Linked DNA regions of Triticum aestivum: region 2 is linked to region 1. The links are chromatin contacts, called in public HiCAR-type maps. All regions are on one chromosome and are shown on one strand. The core of a region is the stretch at or near the end of the contact, and the rest is flanking DNA. Distances in the headings are between cores, read along the strand shown. Region 1 has its middle 160 kb from the start of LOC123099519. Region 2 has its middle 7.9 kb from the start of LOC123099518.

Region 1 (2,752 bases), core at 106-2,605:
TCACAAGTGCACCGGAGGCTGTTTGCTCTGTTTTCTGATACAAACGTCAACCGTGTCGTACGTACCAATAATCCTGTGATTACAACCCAACAACCAGGCTGTCTGCTCATGTGTTGATAACTTCTTGAAACCATTGGTGCAAATATACGGCACGTTGCCCGGTTCAAAATCTTGTCCATCAGATCAGTCAGAGATCTCTAGTCATACCATCGCGGGCAAACAGCACGCGCGGGAATCACGAGACAAGGTGATCAGCGAGCATGGCCCATGTCAATCTAAAACCCTTGACTGTCAGGAACGGCATCCCAAAAGGCAGGCAGAGCTCCTGCCCGGTCCAAAGTTTTGGCTGGATCGCACGGCAACCCTGCGCTTGTTGAGAAATGCTGCCACCTCCTGACGCTGCAAATGGGGCCAGTCGTGTTATGTCTTGCATGCATGGCGCCGCGCTTAACTTGTGTGTACCCATGTCCGTCCATGTAGAAACAAAGTTTGAGATCGGAGACCAGCTGGACGGAGCGAGATCGTCGGAGGTCCAAGAAGCTGGCCGTACCTTATCTCCGGGGGTTCCATCTCGCTCCCATGCATGCAGCTAGCGAGCGACGGCACGGCCGACAGCGCGGCCGCCACGGCCCCACCTTGCCGCCCGCCGTGTCGGCACGGGCCTTGCGCACCCACCCTGCAGGCCCCCACGATCCGGGCGGGTGAGGAGAGTCTTCGGAGGAGATCGATCGCCATTAACATTTCGCTAGCTAGCTATAGTCGCGCAACGCCGCTGGGCGTTGAGACTTGAGAGAAAACATGGTCCTGCCCGCATGGTGCGTGCCCCGGGCCGATGAGACACGGCGCTGTCTGCGGTACAATGGGCGGACGTGGGGTTGGGGGTACGTCCCACCCTTGACATGCAGGTGGGGGCGCGGCGTCCCACATTGTTGGATCCTGCACACCGCAGCCCCATGTGGGCGGAGATCGGGCGATCGGCGTCAGGACGCAGCAGCGCGGCGCGCCACCGGTCGGGCTGCCGGTTCCCCGCCCCGTGGGCGCGCCCAAGGTAAATGGCATGGCATATTGGCATGGTCGGCGCGCCCCCGGACAGAGCAACGCTCCAGTCCTGCCCAGCCCGCGCGCGGCCACCGACCACCCGTACGCGCACGTCCATGGCTCAGTCCTTCTGTCCGTAGGTAGGATCGATCCGTCACTCACTCCTTTAACAACTCGGTCAACGCTTGGGCGTTGCACGCCATTGAGGCATTGACCATTGTTACCAGAGAATCGAAGAGCAAGTTGGCCACTTATCTCGACCGGGATGCTGCCCCTGACGCGTACGTGCGCATTCGAGACAAGCCGAGCAGGAAAGCTGGTGCCGCCATCTCGGCCCTGAGTCAGCAGCGCCGACTCAGCAGCGAGAGGGGATGGGACGCACGGGGCCGCGCGTGCCGCCCATGAGATTTTGGATAGCACGTAGATCGCGCGGGCTACGCACTCGCCGTCACTAGCTAGTATAGCTACGACGCGCGTAGCGTAGGTGTGCGACTGCTGCGTTCGTAGTGTATGGGGGCGGCATGGGCGACCGGCCATGGGGGCGGAGCATGGGGGTCGTGCTGATTTGGCGACGACTTGGCACGGCGAAGGCGACGCGCCGGGGCGGACAGTTCGGACACCTGGTGTGTGGTGGGCCTGCGCTATGTTGGGACCAAACCGAATTAACGAACTTTGTACCTTTCTCCGGGTCATGGGCGCGGGGTTTCTACGGTCTACGGCCTGGTTTTTGTCTGGAATTGTCCTACATTAGATTAGCAGTTTAACAAACCATTTCTAATAATGTTAAAAAAAACATCTCTAATACGCGCGAGGTTTACTTTTACAGAAGAAATGGACACCAACCTTGTTCAGTTAAGCTACTGCTGAGGTGGGCTATTTTTTTCTTGCCGACAAGAACAACGTGAGCAAATCAAGGGCACCAAGTCCCTGATTCGTCAAAAGGGGTTGATTGCATGTTCCCGCAGATTGTTGTGTTGAACTTCTTTTTTTGACAAAGTTGTGTTGATCCTATTGATGATTTAGCAACCAGAGAAAGTTTTTCAATATTTATTAAATAATGAAACAAAGTTAAATCATCCACCGACAAGAGAACGTGATAATTTAGCGCATTGTTCAACGAAAACAACCGGTGGCACATAATTCACCTGCTTTTCTAGCTCAGAAGATACACCGCACATCTAACGGGGACGCCAATGTAAAGCTGCCTTGACGAAGTGCAAAACGCAGCGTCCTTGAATGGTTCACAATTGTAACAGAAAATAGTTGATATCGATTTGTGTCGGTGCACTGAATAAAATCTTGGTTAAAATCTAGGACGACTTTTACCACGCATTTTGTTTATAATGAGTGTCATGGAATTCGCCTGCTTTGCTAGTTCATGAGCTACGATATGAATCTAGCAGGGATGACAACTGAAAGGTGCCATGGTGAAAGTGCAAAAATGTAGTGCATGTTGGTGTTGAACGATACATGATTGTAACGCATATAGTCGATGTCAGTTTGCGTCGATGAATTGAGTGAAACCCTTTGTGAAAATCTTTACACGACTTGTGACGTGCATTTTGTTCCTTCATCTGTAATCTAAACCTAAGTCGGTTGTCTCTTTCTCCCTCCTTTTCATTAGCCTATGGAGAAGATCGTCGAGGAAATTTTCATGTGGAGGAGACATCAAAGTTGAATCCTGCTGCGGTTTGCTGGGCGAAGCGGAATGTAC
Region 2 (2,752 bases), core at 139-2,638, 170 kb before region 1:
TTAGCGTGTCGAGGCCACGTGGTTACTGTACTGGACCAGTACTGGCTCACTGCAGGCGACCCTCGGATAGAATGGAGTCGCTGCGGGCAGCAGATAGCTGTGCCCTTACCTTTTCTAAAAAAAAACTGCTACCTTACCACCATCGTCGTAGCTTCAATGGGCCGGCTGTTTGTACTGTAAATGTTGGCCATTTTTTTCTCTTTTGCATTTGTTCTCTTGCAGCATTCGATGACGGGCATCGGGGTCAAAGTGAGCTTGAGCTAGTTAGTTGCTAATCAGTAATCAGTCCTAACCGGAATATCCATCCACTGGAGAAGTGTCAAGTGTATAAAGCGCACACATGCAGTACAGAGGAGCTCAAACATGAGGTATATATAAATTTCGTTACTGGTACAGTAGTGCTTCAGACCAACCTCTGATCGGAATCGAATGGACCAGCTAGCTTGGTTTGAACCCTGAAGCAAGAGCACCGGGGCTGCTCCCCCGTCAGGATATCAGAAAACAAAGACACACAAACACACAACAACTTAAGATAAGACGAGCTTGAAACCAATTCAACTGCCCACATTATCACAACCAGTTATACGCTCTCGATCATGTCAAGAACGAACAACGACACAGACACTCGTGGCCGTACATCAGAGGTGGCCCTGCATGCTGTTCGAACGGTACGTACGTACACGCCGGACCGGAGGGAACCCTGCACCTGAGCCTGTCCGGGGCCGGGCCAGCAGCGCCGCGCGACGTCCCCACCCCGACGGAACACGGCGAGGCCCGCTGTCCGCTCCCCGGCGCCGCGGTCCATATCCCCCGGCGGCAGGGGGCGCGACAGGGGACGCAGGGCCACGTCCGGCTGTCACGCCCTCGCCGCTGCATGCCATTGGCGCCATGGCCTGTGTGGAGGGCCATGCCTGGCCCCCGCGCACGCCTCTTTCAAATTAACTGACCGACCCGGCCGGCCGGCCGGCCGGCTGCGCCCCGTACGTGCCGCGCGTACGTAGATTCCCCCATGCACCGCCGATGCGTCGCCGTCGAGCATTCATTCGAGGAGGAAGGAGGTGATCGACGCCCGTATGCCGTCGACGACGCGTAGGTCGTCGTACGTACTGCCACTTCGAACGTGATGGGGGCTTTCAAAAAAACAAAAAATCTCGTATGGGCCCGACCAAATAACGCTCACGCTACGACGCCGCGCGCGCGCCCATGTCCCCGGCCGGCCGCCCAGGCCCGCATGGGCCACCACGATCGCCGGTAACGCGGCCGGCCGGTCCCGGCGTACATGTCCGTCCACTTCGCAGAAACTTCCTCCCGTGCCTTGGGCTGCCGCCGGGTGGTCGATAACGTACCCTGTGACGTCCGTCCTCTCCCCTGAGCCGTCCGACAGGACCCCGCGCCGTGCGATCCAACGGTGGATAGTACTGCTGTGTTTTTGGTACAGTACTCCTGCGTGTACGTCCGTTTCGACTCGACAACCTGCGTGTGGCTGCATGCCCCTGGTACGAGCCATGGTGGCATGGACGGTCTCGGTCGGTTCTCCAAGTTAAGACAGCCGGCCAACACCATGTCGAGAGCAAAGGGCATGTAGGGCCGGGAGGTCGCCCCAGGATCAACACAGGGAACATCGCAAGATCCTCGCCTCACTTCACCCAGACCGGTGTGGCTCGTAGTACTGCTCGACTCTACACGTATTAACAGTGACGGGGACGACGACGGGGCGTCACTTGCCCATGCCGCGGTAGAAGATTGCATTTCATCCTGGAAGAAAAAAAATCTGTTCTGAAAGGTAAGCCTACTACAAGACAGTACTGTTGTTGCGTACATTGCTGGGATTTGTATTTGTCCTCCCTCGGATGGAGACCGGTTGTTGCGTTCCTCTTTTCCTAGGATGGAGACCGGTTGTTCCACGGCATCATTACTGCAATACTTACAGATCATCGTGGTCTCCATCTCACACTTAATCGCCCGTGGTCTCGATGCAGCTGTACATCCATCTCGGCGCCGTTTTGTTTTGTTTTTTCCTCGCCAGGGAAACTGTACTAGTTGTCCAGTTGACCCTTGCAGATTGTCAAAGAAGTGATGCCGCAGCAGGGATACCGTACCTTTTTTTTTTGCGGAATGGGGATACCGTACCGACAGTACTCCATGGGTCCTCTCAGTCAAGTTTTCTTCCCTCCCCTGAAATCGCTTTCTCACTAGTACCTCCGTCCTGGTTTATTGGTCCGCATTGTAATACTAACAAAATATTTATGCATGTCACAAAAATTATATCACTGAAAACTATGTTTAAATACAAATCCAACAATATAATTTTTTATTGACATGCACTAGCATTTTATCAGTTAAAGCTTTAATCAAAATTTAACACTAATTATAAAAAGGACTAATAAACCAGGACAGATGTAGTACAAATAATGATCGTGGCGTCCAACTGGTAGTACAATGCTCCAACCAACTCCATCCTGTAGCATTTGCGTAGTCAACTCACACACTGCACTAGCTTCAAAAAAAAACTCACACACTGCACATTTACTACTATCCTAGGACATTCGAGTCTCTGTTTCTCTGACTTTTTACGGATCTGAATAGACTGCACAGTGCACAGTATTCTACAGGTTTCTAGCTGCAACTTGTACCAGAGGCGTGATGAACCAGACGCCTTTGATAATTGACAGGCTTCATGATTAGCCGCGTAATATCAATGATCCATAATTGGATTGCATCCACTTAATTGTTGCGGTAGATGGGTTGACTC

Evidence for each region. HiCAR-type assays count read pairs that join an accessible place to other places.
Region 2: a contact with region 1 is called in a HiCAR-type map of leaf, with 7 times the contacts expected there. The contact joins two enhancer-like sites. A contact is called at or near these places in 1 of 5 Hi-C or Micro-C datasets (root) and 1 of 1 datasets of contacts at active chromatin or transcription factors (leaf).

What each region holds. Positions count from the first base shown.
Region 1 is chr4D:34,859,511-34,862,262 of IWGSC CS RefSeq v2.1, forward strand. No RefSeq gene overlaps it. Among protein-coding and RNA genes, the nearest start is that of LOC123099519, 160 kb to the left of the region's middle. Within about 2 kb of position 1,356, at least 3 of the 8 cell types and tissues checked have an H3K27ac peak or open chromatin away from gene starts, as enhancers often do. A contact at or near this core is called in leaf, where this site is marked.
Region 2 is chr4D:34,687,368-34,690,119 of IWGSC CS RefSeq v2.1, forward strand. No RefSeq gene overlaps it. Among protein-coding and RNA genes, the nearest start is that of LOC123099518, 7.9 kb to the left of the region's middle. Within about 2 kb of position 1,389, at least 6 of the 8 cell types and tissues checked have an H3K27ac peak or open chromatin away from gene starts, as enhancers often do. A contact at or near this core is called in leaf, where this site is marked.